Linked DNA regions of Mus musculus: region 1 is linked to region 2. A link is a contact called in public Hi-C data. All regions are on one chromosome and are shown on one strand. The core of a region is the stretch at or near the end of the contact, and the rest is flanking DNA. Distances in the headings are between cores, read along the strand shown. Region 1 has its middle 62 kb from the start of Gm34790. Region 2 overlaps 4930544M13Rik (RIKEN cDNA 4930544M13 gene).

Region 1 (6,659 bases), core at 3,688-6,187, 78 kb after region 2:
ATTAGAATATGAACATAGGGACAGGAGAAATGATTCAGCAGTTAAGGAACTTGGTTCTCTTTCAGAAAATCAGAGTTCAGGACTTATATAGGGTGGCTCATAACTTCCTGTAACTCCAGTGCCAGGATTCAGGCACTCTCTTCTGGCTTCCACTGGTACTCACATTCATTTATACATGCACACAAACATACACACTCATTTAAAAACAAATATTTTTAAAAGAACACAGATATTGTGAATAATATTGATTTTTATAAAACTTAAGCAATCTTATGTTCCTGAAATAAACTTTGTTTTAATCATACTATATATAGTAAGACTTGGTTTGCTAATATTTTGCAGAATTTTTGTTTATATGTACATGGAGGATGTTAAGCTTTTGTTATCAGAGTAACATTGGCCTCACAAAACATAGGAAGGTTTCCCTTTTTATGTTATGAAATACTTTTTCTAAAATAAGTATTATTTCCTTCTTAAATGTTTAGCAAAATTTACCAAAAAGGGAGGACATTTTACATTATTAACTTGACTTATACATTTTGCATAACATTATTTAGATTATATTTCTGTTAAGATAATTTGAAGATTTTTGCCCTTTTGTGAACTCACCCACTTCCCCCACACCACAGACTTATAATATAGCAAATTCTACAATAATATAGTAAACATACAGATTTAGTGGAAATGTAGAAGTGGAAGGTAGTTGCTTATTATTCTTGAGATGTCTTAAGAATCTACCGTGATGAATTCTTCATCCCTTATAGTTATAACTCATCATTCCTGTCTTCTTTCCCTGCAGTATTTTAAGGATAACACTCTCATATCCTCTGGCTTGTATAGTTGTTGAAAAGTAGTCAGCTGTGGTTCTTGTCTCATTTCTTTGACATAGTGAATATGCTTTTTATTCTGAATGCCCTTAAGGTGGCCCCTTCATCTGTGGTTGGCAGCAGTTTGTCTAAGGTGTACCATTTGTATTGGACTTCCCTTTGTACACTTCCTTCAAAGGCTTCTCTGAAATACTTGGGGTCCCTAACTTGATGGGTTCCACGAATTTGGAGGAAATGCTGCCTGTTACTAATAACTTATTATGGTCAGGACACAATTTTGAAAGAGAAGGACAAAAACTGAAGAAATCATGCTGTGTGATTTTAATATGTATTACATATCTAGAGTAACCAAATAATGTAATACTTATTTGGGCGAAGAACAAACTACAGATCTTAAATCAGAACCCAAATTTGTAAAAGATTCCCAGATAGTTCCTGTGCATACTTTTAAATTTTGAGAAGCAATGAGCTAGAATAGGAAGCATCCATACTAGACATCTTCTAACATAGAATGGGTTCCATTATACTTCACAGCTCTTAAAGTGCCCTCACCATTTATTTTCTGGTTCCTTTTTGGTACAAACTTAAGCGTTATCCTTGGTTCTTCATTCCATCTCCATCTCCTTCAAGATAACATCTACTAGCACATCTTGTTGGTTCATATTTCCCAGTTAGATATCAATTCAAGATGGCACTTTTCTCTTACCTAATCTACTCTAAGATGCTATTTTAGTTTAGTTCCTATAAGCTATTTTTGCTATGGAGTCCTGGTTCCTTGGCATTTCTCTGTTCCCCACAGACAATTCATAAAACATCTATAGTGATCTTAGAACTTTTTATCTTGATGGTGAGGACAAAGTAAATGCATTGCAATAACCATTACCAATTGTGATAAATGTGGTAAAGGAAATCAACACAGTGATGTGAAAACTGGGAAGGAGGCCACACACATCCTGTCAATGAGGAGCATCTGATGAGGGCGCCTCAGCAAAGGCACAAAACTCATGGCTTAAGCAACATTCACTTTCTCGTAGCCATGGAGGGTACCAGGCCAAAATCCACAAGTCATAGGAGTTGGTTCCTGGTTCTTCTTGCTGTGTTTTCCCATGACTTTACTTACATCTTTCATCAAAAGAAGAGGAGAGGGGAAAGGAGAGGAGAGGAGAGGGGGAGAGAAAGAGAGAAGAGGTGTTAAGAGACAATTTGAGTTACTTCCTGTAAGGATACCTTCTAAATTAGGGCCCTACCAATTATGTCTTCCCTTAATGGTAAATAATTCCTTAAAGATCTTATCTCTTAACACAGTTGCATTTGGGGTTAGGACCTTGGATTTTAGGGAGAATATGAGTCCTCCTGTAATAGGGAGGTTGGGGAGGCTTTTAAAATAGACACCACACATAAGATCTGGGACCTGAGTGAAGTAGCTTATTGAAGAATGAGAAGATGCAAGGCTCTTTCACATCATGGGTTTTGGTTGTCATTAGAAAAGCAAATAAATAAACCTAGCTCTTTCTTTATTAATGGTAAGAGTTTTGTTTGTAATCAGTTCTATCATCTTCAGATATTTAGCCAAACTAGCATTTAGGTAACGTTGGAAACTTTACAAGGAAATTGATCAGAATTGAAGTTTTGCTTCCAATCCAAAGCTAACAGTCCTCTTAGAAACTGGTTCATTTGTACTGTGAAGGATACGTTCTTGGGAAGTCTTAAGAAGTGGCCATATGCCTGCTCCAGTAGTGGCGATTTAAGAACATTTCCTAAAGCTACTATGAAAGAAAAAAATTCCCAGAATGTCCTAACAGTCTCCTTCACTGATAGGCATGGAGATTCTTAATCTCAGCGTCAGTGAACTGAAAAGGAGAACTGAGATCACATGTAGGTAGAATCTCTGTATGGGCTGCCAATAGAGGCTTTCCGAGGTAGCTTTCCGCTGTTTACCCAAGGAACAACACCAGACAGATATGGTTGAGACGTGCTCTGAGGCAGGAATGAGCAGTGTAAAACACTGAAATCCTTCCACAAGCACCAACCACACCCCATTTTCATTATCTTCAAGCAGGGAGGTGAACAGGGAGGACGTCTAAGTACAATAGGCATGGTTTCTGCTTGATTCACTCTTTCCTACCTCAGACAGTCATTATCACATGCAGCAGAGAACATCGTGCCCAGCTCAAATCCAACAATCGTTTCCCTTTACCCAGAGGGTTTAGGGATTGATAACTGTCTCCTTTTCTCTGTGCCATCACACAGTGTCTATGGGAACATTCATTCTAGCCCTCACCTGATCAAGAAATCTATTTTGAAAATTTTATCAAAGTCCATAGCTGTCTGTTAAAAAGGTACACAGGGAAAATAATACATGCTGTATATGCTGCCTCCCAGGAACATGTGTTCTTGTAGGATGGATTGTCTCTGACACACATCCCTGGCATACAACACTACTGGGTGGTTTTCTCAAGTAATGGCCAAGGGAAACTGATATTTAACTTCATTTACATTGCATTCTGCACTGACTGCAATTCTGCAAACATAGAACTAATTAAACATGAGGCATATCTGCTTTTCTATGGATTAACTTGTACACATAGCTTAATTTCCCTCAATGGATAAAATAGTAAAAGCTTTAAAAAATTTCTATGAAAATCTATGTGATTGTAATTATTGCAGTAATAGGGGAAAAAGAATTAATTATACATTTCCCTTTGTATGCCATGTAAAAATGTCTGTAGATACACAAAATATTTTTTACAATTTAAGTATGTATGTTTAAAGCACATATACTGTCCTTCCCACCCAGTTGTGTGTGTGTGTGTGTGTAAGCTATAATTTCTGACGATTAAAATCATTAAGAATTGTTAAAGCAATATTTAGTGGTCTCTCAATGCCAATGACTTAGGTAAACTATCTGCGTCTTGTAAACGTTTCCAAGAAACCCTGTGAACCCTCCGTCATTTGCTCCAAGGACTCACTTTAGGAACATTTGGTTTTCAGTTGGTGCTAATAATCTTTTCCCCCTTACAAATAATTCCACGTTTACTTAAGTACAGATGGTATCTGTCTGTGGCCAGAAAAACACTTTCTAAGATGCACCCTAGCTCAAGTAACTAAAAAGCATCTTCAGCATAAACACACAGTCACAAGAGAGAGGCACCAAACACGAATCCCCCAAGAGCATCGTCACTGGCTTTCTCCAACTTACAGGTCTGAGTAGGTTAATGTTTAAATGTCAAATCTAGAAGACAAGTGTGTCAGAGATTGAAAACTGACCAAATGGTTCTACACATAACTCAGTGGGAACGGTAACTTAGCAGCTCCCCCAACTCCCAATTCCATGTTGAAAACAAGATCATGTCTATATCCCAAAACCCTGCCAGATAGAAAGGATCACAGCTTTTAAATGAGCTTAGAGACCAAGTATGGTAATATGAGTCCCAGACACTTGATGGAAAAGACTGGTGAATTCATTTCTCATAATTTAAATATTCCCCTTAAATCCCTATTGGCATAGAATTAGCTTTTAAAACTTGAATGCCAGAGAATGAGGAGATATTGGTAATACAATAGTGATGATAGCTATATCTGTACCTATGGGCTCTGCAGTAATTGACTAAAATACATAAACATCTGGAAGCTAGTTTAGTTCTTGTTCATCTCTCATCAATTACATGGCCAATGAGCTGTTGTTGTTGTTTTTTTTTCTAAAAGAGACTATTATTAGAATTTATGAAAAGAACTTCAAGTTCCTTTTTGGAACTATTGTTAGCTGGTACTGGGAGGGTTGTTCTGAACATGTACTGCCACCCAATGGAGAGCTGTCCAAATGACACTAGCAATAAGGTGCCAACAGCCTATGTCTTCCTCAGGAGTTCTCTCAAAGTGCCTTTCAGTGTGGTGACTAGGGTCTAGTTTGGCTGGTGTGCTCTGGGTCATGGCACAGAGAAGGGATCTTCACCTAAAACATATTTCTATAAGTCCTAACCAATCAGCTTCATCCAAAATGTGATCAAAGGTGACTGTAGTAAGATTAAATGTGAGCAACTGAAGCAACGCCAAGTAGGAAGAACCTCTTCAGGGCAAGGTAAAGCTGACCTACCCAGGTCATGGAGAAATTGTGTCACAAGGAGGTGAATCTGGGAAAAACAAACAACACTGGAACAAAGCACAGATTCCCTTGTCAGCAGTGTGCAATTTTTGGCCCTAGTTTCATTTCCCCAGGTTGATATATCGAGGTCAAGGTTGCTTGAAAGGATAATTAACTAGAATTCTCCATAAGATCCCTTTTGGGTCCTCACTTATTATAGTATCCATAGCACTATTTGAGTTTACAATGACAACAGAAGTATTTTAAAATGAAGGAAAGATGATTAAACTTATTTTTTTTTGAATTTCTCATAAGAGAGGTCTATTCTGCAAGGTTTGGGAGGGCCCTGATACTTCTTGCATCTTCATTCAGAGCTTGAGAGCATTAAAATTTTGTTCTATAATAAATTTGAGGGAGGGAGAGAGAGGGGGAGGGAAGGGGGGGAGAAGAGGAGAGGAGAGGAGAGGAGAGGAGAGGAGAGGAGAGGAGAGGAGAGGAGAGGAGAGGAGAGGAGAGGGAGAGGAGAGAGAGGAGATAGGTGAAGGAGAGGAAAGAGGAAGGGAGGAAGAGAGAGGGGGAGAGGAGAAGAGAAGGGAGGAGAGGAGAGGAGAGGAGAGGAGAGGAGAGGAGAGGAGAGGAGAGGAGAGGAGAGGAGAGGAGAGGAGAGGAGAGGAGAGGGAGAAGAAAAAGAGAGGAGAAAAGGGAGGGAAGAGGAGAGAGAAAAGAGAGAGAGAGAGAGAGAGGAGAGAGAGAGGAGAGGAGAGGGAGGAGAGGAGAGGAGAAAGAGGAGAGGGAGGAGAAGAGAGGAGAAAGAGGAGAGGGAGGAGAGGAGAGGAGAAAGAGGAGAGGGAGAGGAGAGAGAAGAGATAGGTGAAGGAGAGGAAAGAGGGAGGGAGGGAGAGAGAGAGGGGGAGAGGAGAAGAGAGGAGAGGAGAGGAGAGGAGAGGGAGAGGAGAGGAGAAAGAGAGGAGAAAGAGGAGAGGGAGAGGGAGAGGGAGAGGGAGGGAGGGAGAGAGAGAGAGAGAGAGAGAGAGAGAGAGAGAGAGAGAGAGAGAGAGAGAGAGAGAGAGAGACCTGTTGACAGAGGCTTCCTTTATGTAGAAAGTCATCATCAAGAAATACAAAAGGTGAATTGCTAATTCACTGAAATCCTGGTATACAACACTTCTTTCATTTGAAGCATCACTTCATGTTCTAGAAGTAACAGAGGGAATCCAAGGCCTGGGTGGGACTCATACCCACAGGAACCAGAGGTCTTAAAAAAACAAAAACAAAACAACAACAACAACAAAAACAGTGAGAGTTGTCAAGAAGACCTAAGTTTAGCAAGATTGAGAATGCTTTAAAAAAGAAATCTTCCAAATAGCAACTATCTTTCTGAATTTAGCATTTTTATCATCTTAACACACAATTCCAAAGGGAATAATTACCTAATAATATGTCATGTGACAAACTCCAGTTATAAAGTATGACAAGCAAGATTAAATTGATGTAATAAAAACGTGGTAATAATTTGTTTAACAAGCATCTCTGGTGCTCTGTGCTGATAACGTGTTGTGGAGTGTGTATTTTTAAAAAAGATGAATAAAAAGTCAGAAAGTCCACCAGCTCAAGGAGAAATACTACTTTGGCTCCACCAGCACGGGCTGAGTTAAAGTCTAAGATAGAAGTTACTTTAAGTTATGAATTCCATCTTCTTAGATGCAAGAGTAGTGTGCTGTTACACTATCAGATCACCACATGACTTTGCA
Region 2 (7,138 bases), core at 2,052-4,551:
GGAAAGAGCTGCCTAGAGTTCTTTGTAGAGAAAGTGGTACCTCTACTCCGCCATCTTGGATTCTCTTTTCTTTATGTTGTATTTATACCACCCCTTTGTAAACTTTGTGGCTGACAATCCCCTTCTCTTTCTTTTAGAAAAGGGCTGGTAAATAAGTGTGAGATTCCCCTTTGGGGGGAGCAGAGAGTGAGGGTAGACTAGGACAGTGATCTGAGCTGCCTAGTTGTGATTTTTTTCCAGTGTTTCAGCCATAGTTCCATGCCAGGGGAGAGGAAGAGAGTCTTGACTCCATGCCACACTCTTCAATCTAGCTGTACCAATAACAAAATGACAGTTGGATGCCCATCTGATTCTGTTACTGCTTTCTGAAATAGAAATAGGGTAAAAACATTATCAGTAGATATCGTTATTTTCTGTTCCTCAAACAGACCTTACAGTCTGATGGTATTGTTGTTTATTCTTAGGAAACAACATTGTAGCTACCCTAGTCATCACAAAGGACTTTTATACTTACTACTAGATGCAGAAGGCAGATTTTGGTAGGAGGACGAGAAGAAACATATCACTGTTATGGTTCGGGTATGTTGAAACCATGTAACACTGCGGTTATATTAGCTCATTCTAAGGCTTTGCTTTAGTGCATGGCTGAAGTAGGCATGCTGTGGGGTTGAGAAAGTCAAAATAGTAAGCACAGATCATGCTATGGAAGTCCTCAGTAAATCAATGCTAATTTGTTGTTATTGCTAAAATGTGGAAGTGTTTTTCACACAGAAGCATACACACTCTTCCCAATCTTCTTTCCTCTGGCTTTGCTTTCTTGATTCAGTAAACTTACTTGGAAAGGACTTAGAGATTCCTGGGCCATGCTTAGATGAGACGAAATGGAAGGATATTCAGAACAGTACAGCTAGGTAAGAAAGCCTCTCTTCTAGTACAGTTTCCTCAGATAATGCACGATTGTTAGTTTCTTACCCAGCCGGCCATATGCTTGCATGTGTTGAGTATCTACCTCCACTTAGATAGAGATTGTAGTGTAGTGGGTGAACAATTGTATACAACTGACGAGGCGTCATTGTGATAATAGAGACAATGAGTAAGATATCACCTGACACAGTCATTGATTGACTGAAAGCCTTCTTGGAACTGATGACGAAGGAGGTGAATTTGAGTAGCAAAAGGTTTAAGTTCAAAATATTGAGTCCTTTGACACTTTTGAGACTTGGGAATTAGGAAAATTGGGTGATGATCATTTGCTCGCCATGATTTTACTAAATGTATATCATTTAGAGTCATTTAGCTTTATTGATTACCAAAGCAAATACTTGGAATGTATGCAAGTGCCGGTGAATGGCTTCAAAGCTATCCTGGGTTTTCAACCCCATTTTTTACATACAGAATTCAAGCTGCAGATGTTACATATAGTCCTGCTAAATATATGTTACATATACATATATTACATATAATATATTTAGTTTGCATCAGTAGTTACATTGAATTTGCTCTGATATTTATTCTTTTATAACTCCTACACTACGAAATTGTTCAAATATCTGAATTATGTACATGCATTCTTGAATCCTTCGTGGTGTTCTGTCCATCAGCCACATAGGCATCCAGTAAATAAATACATGCTAAACTAGTACAAGTATCTCATCCAAATACTCGCTTTGACTAGATCGAGTGGAGAAATCCATATTTCTGTACACTTCAAAGCTTTTCCCTTTTATTCCCCTCCATCCACCTGGAACACTGTGCACACAGTGTTATTACTTTGCTGACATCCAGTCTCATCCTACCTCCTAATTCCCCCCAAATGATGAGTATAGATGGATATGCTTCTTGGGTGATGAAGTTAATTTAAGGCAATGCTCTGCAAAGCCCTGCCCCCACCCTCCATACACACACACACACACACACACACACACACACACACACATCTCCTAAGGCTCATATTCTTATTTCCAGGGATTTGTATCAGCAGCTTCCATAAGGCAGCCTTCCAGGAAGCAAACTCCCTTATACATCATTCTGATGGTTACTGTATACTTGCTCCATCTACTCAAACTCTGCACGTTATAACAGAAACTTTACTCATTTTGTGGTTAGTACACACTGCTCCTATAATTGTGTGCTTTAGTAGAATTCTGATGAAAATGATCACGAGTCATCTTTGAAAGTTACTACCACCCCAGAATGTGGTTTTTCGTGCTTTTAACAATGGAGATTTGAGTCTCCTTGCTCTCAAATTGTCAAACAGAAGTCTAAACTTGCTCTGTTACTAGAGCAGGGTTTTAATAAATGGAATTAAGGTGTGCCAGCCACGTCCTGCTGCCAGTCCCATGGACTCACTTCCAGCTGATTGCTGTGTTGACAGATTGCCCAGAGGGAAGCCCTTCTCTAGAAGTTTCCCTCTTTCAAAGAACGGACACCCAAAGTGGGTCCAGCGCTGTGCTTTCTCACTTGGATGTGTAGCCATCTGGCGAATGTGTCCGTAGAGCCAAAGGCCTGGCCCTTTGCTGCATTTAAGACAACTCTAATTGATCTTCTTGAGTTCAGGGTTCCATGAAAGGTACCTGCTGCTATGGTTTCTTGTTTTAATCCTTTTGGCTCTTTCGGGTTCCCTTCACCCATTTGGCAAGTACTGTTCCCCAAAACTCTGTCCTTGATTTTTTTCACATACCTCTTATCTGGCTGCATTTTCCTATTCTATGGTGTATTTATCACGGCACTCAGGAAATAAGAATTATGTATATGATATGTATGACTTATATAACACTATTTATAGGAGAATAAGTAGTTAAAATAAAGTGAGATGAGGGAAAAAATCTTCATCTAAAAATGATTTTGCTAGGTATTTCATATACTCCTAAATGGTAAAAACACTAATATTATTGTTTCCTACCTCTGTATTAACTGATTTCGACTGTTTTCCTATTTTTCTTGAGAAAAACCTACCTCAGTCAAATGTAGTCATGAAAAAGCAGATTTTATCAAACTCTGCCATTACCACATCAAAATGACTCATCATTCAAAGCCCTGCTCTTTACTTCCTTTTACCCAATCTCCGTTTTGTGGAATTTGTGGAAATTCCACAGCAGTGGAATTAATATTATTATTTTTTTAATTCCCAATTTGGCCATTAAGTTGTACTTCCTCAACAGGTAATCTCTTATTCAGGCGCAGTGCCAGATGCAAGGGATAAAAACACAAACAAGAAGGCTCTGTTCTCAAGCTATTGACATCCACTTTGTGTTCATTGGGGCTGGGCAGAAGCAGAAATCAGATGGGGAGGTGAAGTCACAGAGGGTGACCAGCTCAGCTGTAGTGTAGGAGGCTGGGCCAGTACCCAGGGGCTGTAGGAGCACACAACAGCGGCAAACGCCCCAGGTGAATTAGTTCCTGTAAATGATGCTAGAGAAGAGAACAGTAATTATGGGAAGCACAAGCAGTTACAGTCTGTGGAGATTAGCTGAAAAGACAAGCCCCGGGGACGTGAATAAGACTATCTTGGATTTTCAAGTCTCACTCTGTTCCCTCAGATAACTACAGACACACGAGAGACAGACAGCTACAGCTAGAACGTGCCAAACCCTGCTCTGGTGAAAGCCTCAGACTGCAGAGTCAGGAGCTGATAGGCTGTGGTTGTCTCGGTCTTTTGGGGTGGTTTGTTATACAGTAACAGCTAAGGCAAACACCTGGGTTAATTATTCACCCAAGCGCGAGTCCCGTTACCAACCAAGTTTCCATTCGGCTAGAAAACCTGTCTCACAGGATGTGTTCTTACACAGTTCATGCTGCCCAAGGTGTGGGGACAAGAGGCTCTTGCTATTCTCCAGCATTTCTTTCCCCACAGTATCCAAGTATTAGCAAATATTCACTGGCCTGCAATGCTCGGGGACAGGGAGAGTTATTGAGAAGAAAGCCCAGTCCCAAATGGAATCTTTTCCTTTTGGTTTTATTTGAATATAGTTTGTTTCTTTGCAACCAGAATTGCCACAGCCAAATAGAACTCCCTTTAACTGATTAAAGTACTGTATTACTGTCAACAAAGAGGATTTGGGTGTGTGTGTGCAATAATCACTGCCACCACTATCACAACAAAACTCCTTCCACACTGCAGTTTGGTTTGCACGAGTGAACAGCCTCGAGAAACATCTCTAGCTCCATCTGGGTTTGAGAGTAACAAAGGGTATGAAAGTGAGAGCCCAGGGAGGAAGGAGACCTCTCAGATGCACCATTGTTTGCCTTAGGGTGGGAACAAATGGGCTCTGCATTCAAGAGACTACTTCCTCCATGTGAAAGTGATGGTTTTAAAGAACATCAGGTACTGGCGAGAGTGGGTAGATCGCCTTTTACTTCCTATCCTCAGGATATGAGTTGTCCTCAACATAATTTGTATTAATGAAGGGTAAGTTTCTCTCTAGGGGAGTGTCTTTGCTTTGACGAGGTGGCTCCCTAGAGTCTTGTTACACAACAGATTACAGAATCTGCACTTGCTCTGGAAATGTGCAGCAGTTTGTGCTGAGCTGACCCTCCCTAAGCCTGGAGTATTTGACAAACAGAATGAGATATAAAAGGCAAAACAGAGTTCAGCTATTTGTTTCTTTATTAACTAAATGTAACCTAAGTAGACTCCAAATGATGACTCAAAAGCAATGAACCACTTTTGCTTAGCAAAGATTTGATGAAATCGTTGATCATATGATAAGGCTTAACCATTACATCACTGAAAGAAACCGGAGACAAATTTGATAGAGTAGGGTGGTCTTGTCCCCTCCAAAGCCCTAGTATAAAACAACTTTCTTATTTAATTCTATTTATACGCTGAAGTAGTTACATCTCTCTTGGAATAAAACTTTCAATGTGCTCTGAACTTCACTCAGGGAGACTTGGCTTACAGGTCTTTCCCAGAGTCTTTGATAACCTTGGCCATTTCCCTTCCAACACCCATCTACTAACAAATCTTTAATCAACGTCTACATTTGCCGTCGTTCTTCCTACAGCTTGGTGGCCATAAGTGATACCATCGGAGAAGTGATGCTGCTGACCACATACAGAACTCAGTGCAACAAGCTGTGTCTTTGTAGCTTTGATCAGTCCTTGCTGCAGGCCATCCTCATCCTTCACATGCATAAGTCACATCGCCCACTACCTCCTTTCCCTTTATCAGATGACTGCTTCAGACAGAACCCAGCAGGAAAACAGAACCCACAGTTGGCATTTGTCAAAGGATATGGCGTGTAGGAAACTGACTACAGGAAAAAGTTAAAAAAACAAAAAACAAAGCCACCAGACAGAACAGGGAACTTGGAGATAACGCAGCAAAAGTGACTGTAAGAAATGTGTACTCTCTATTAATGCTAGGGAAAGGGAAAGTAAAAAAGAAAAAAAAGACAGTTGGGGGTATTGATGAAGCTTGGTGACAGGGGATCTGCAGAGCTCAGGACCCCTGAGGAGAGATTGTGGCATGGGTACTGTCATATTTTTAAAAGGTCCAATGAGGCTGAAGGAAATTACCCAAGAAGCTGATGAAGAAGTCTGTGGACAGCTGTTTATAGATCTGTAGAGCCATCATGGTAAGAACATGGTATAAACAGTGCTATTCAGAAAGGCAGTAGCACAATGACTGGGGCAATACATTCTTTTATGTGTTAGCCTGCTCTCTTGAAAACAATGAATGTTGAAACAAAGCCTTTTGTCCTTTGACCTAAGCAAGTAGTAGATAGGAGTAAGTTATAGGAGGAAAGTGTCACATGCTGCTCAGCAGCTCAGCTTTTAAAGGGTCACTGTACTGTGCCTGGATATTGTGCTTGAGCAGAGAAAACTGCCCTTCCCCATGTTACTCTACTATGACCATCTCAGAGACAATGTCTGAAATCTAAAAGATCCAAATCTTAGATCAATTAAAGCAACTGTTGACATTCTTAAGATTGTCTGAGGTCTCATTTGCAAGCCTATTGAATGTCAGTTCACCCTTCTGTCTTCCTACCATCTTTTCTCTGGTCCTTCCAGTTGTATCTTACAAGAGAAGTCTCCTACAGTCCCCAATGACTTTCACGCAACCCTCCATTTCTGTTTCCAGAAAATGAGTGCAAGCTAGTGGAAAGGAGCTAATCCTGGGAAGCAGTTTCTGGAATGGAATTTTGTGGCTCAGTCACTCACAGATGCTTTGGCTCTGAGGACACCATTACCGGTGGTAGGTGGAATGATGGTACTCCTTGGCATGCAAAGGAAAACTGATCATGAGAACTTTTACCAGAAATGAACCAACGGAGCATATAGGTGGAAGGGGACACGTCACGTACTAGAACACCTTAGGCATTTCAAGGGTATGAAAGAAATGGTAAGGGTAGGAGCTATGAAATTGGTTGGCTCTTTTGAGCACTCTTAAATTATTAAAGATATAATGGTAGGTGTAGAGATATTGTTCACTAAGTCAAGAGGAATGATAAATGCTAGACTGTCCCCTGTGAGCATTCCAGGAAACCTTTAAATGTCCTGGAGCCAGAGGACAAAACCAAAGAAGAGGCCAAGTTAATCATTCAAGTAGGAAGGGCTTGACAGAAAGTAGAATTACTTTCAGCAGATGTTTTGTATCAAGCAAAGGGAACGAATGGAGACAGCAGGTGACTCTCAGATTTGGGATGGTAAAATCCAAGTGCATACATTTTAGAACCAAGTCCCCAGAAACCTAAAGTTTTATAGAATTGCTCTGTCACTCCCATTAGAAACTGGAGATGTCTTCTTTTATGACCATGCAAAGGTCTGAAATGAGGGAGAGACTTGCAAGGGTTGGGCCTAGATCAAATTGCCTGTTGGGCAACTGGTGTCTGACAACAGGAGCCACATATTTCCAGCCAGACTGGAAGATGCTGGTCTGATAAAGTAAAAGTGTTATTATGCTAAAGAAACTGAAACAAATGTGACAGACACTTTGAAAGAGTATAGTTAGAGTAAGTACTAAGGATGAGGGAGGGATCATGGAAAGTAGAGAACGCAGTTATCTAAGAGAGTACTCAACACTGGCAAGAATTCCTGTAGCCAATGCTTTGTATCCACTCCCTTTCTGCTTACTCACATTCTCTCTAAACCATCTTGCCCTAAAATGTTTATCTTCGTTACTACGGGGCACCGACCA

The links. A called contact is a pair of places that touch in the nucleus more often than the background predicts.
Region 1: a contact with region 2 is called in a Hi-C map of liver, with 2.9 times the contacts expected there. The contact joins two enhancer-like sites. A contact is called at or near these places in 1 of 39 promoter capture datasets (liver), 10 of 484 Hi-C or Micro-C datasets (3T3-L1-derived adipocytes, the AML12 cell line, the HPC-5 cell line and 4 more) and 4 of 115 datasets of contacts at active chromatin or transcription factors (differentiating embryonic stem cells, extraembryonic endoderm stem cells, heart atrium and 1 more).

The regions. Positions count from the first base shown.
Region 1 is chr13:114,753,019-114,759,677 of GRCm38.p6, forward strand. No RefSeq gene overlaps it. Among named protein-coding and RNA genes, the nearest start is that of Gm34790, 62 kb to the right of the region's middle. Within about 2 kb of position 4,938, at least 4 of the 459 cell types and tissues checked have an H3K27ac peak or open chromatin away from gene starts, as enhancers often do. A contact at or near this core is called in extraembryonic endoderm stem cells and liver, where this site is marked.
Region 2 is chr13:114,676,895-114,684,032 of GRCm38.p6, forward strand. 4930544M13Rik (RIKEN cDNA 4930544M13 gene) reads left to right here. Exons shown (of 7, transcript NR_045976.1): 4 at 6,083-6,196. Among named protein-coding and RNA genes, the nearest start is that of 4930544M13Rik, 73 kb to the left of the region's middle. Within about 2 kb of position 3,302, at least 66 of the 459 cell types and tissues checked have an H3K27ac peak or open chromatin away from gene starts, as enhancers often do. A contact at or near this core is called in extraembryonic endoderm stem cells and liver, where this site is marked.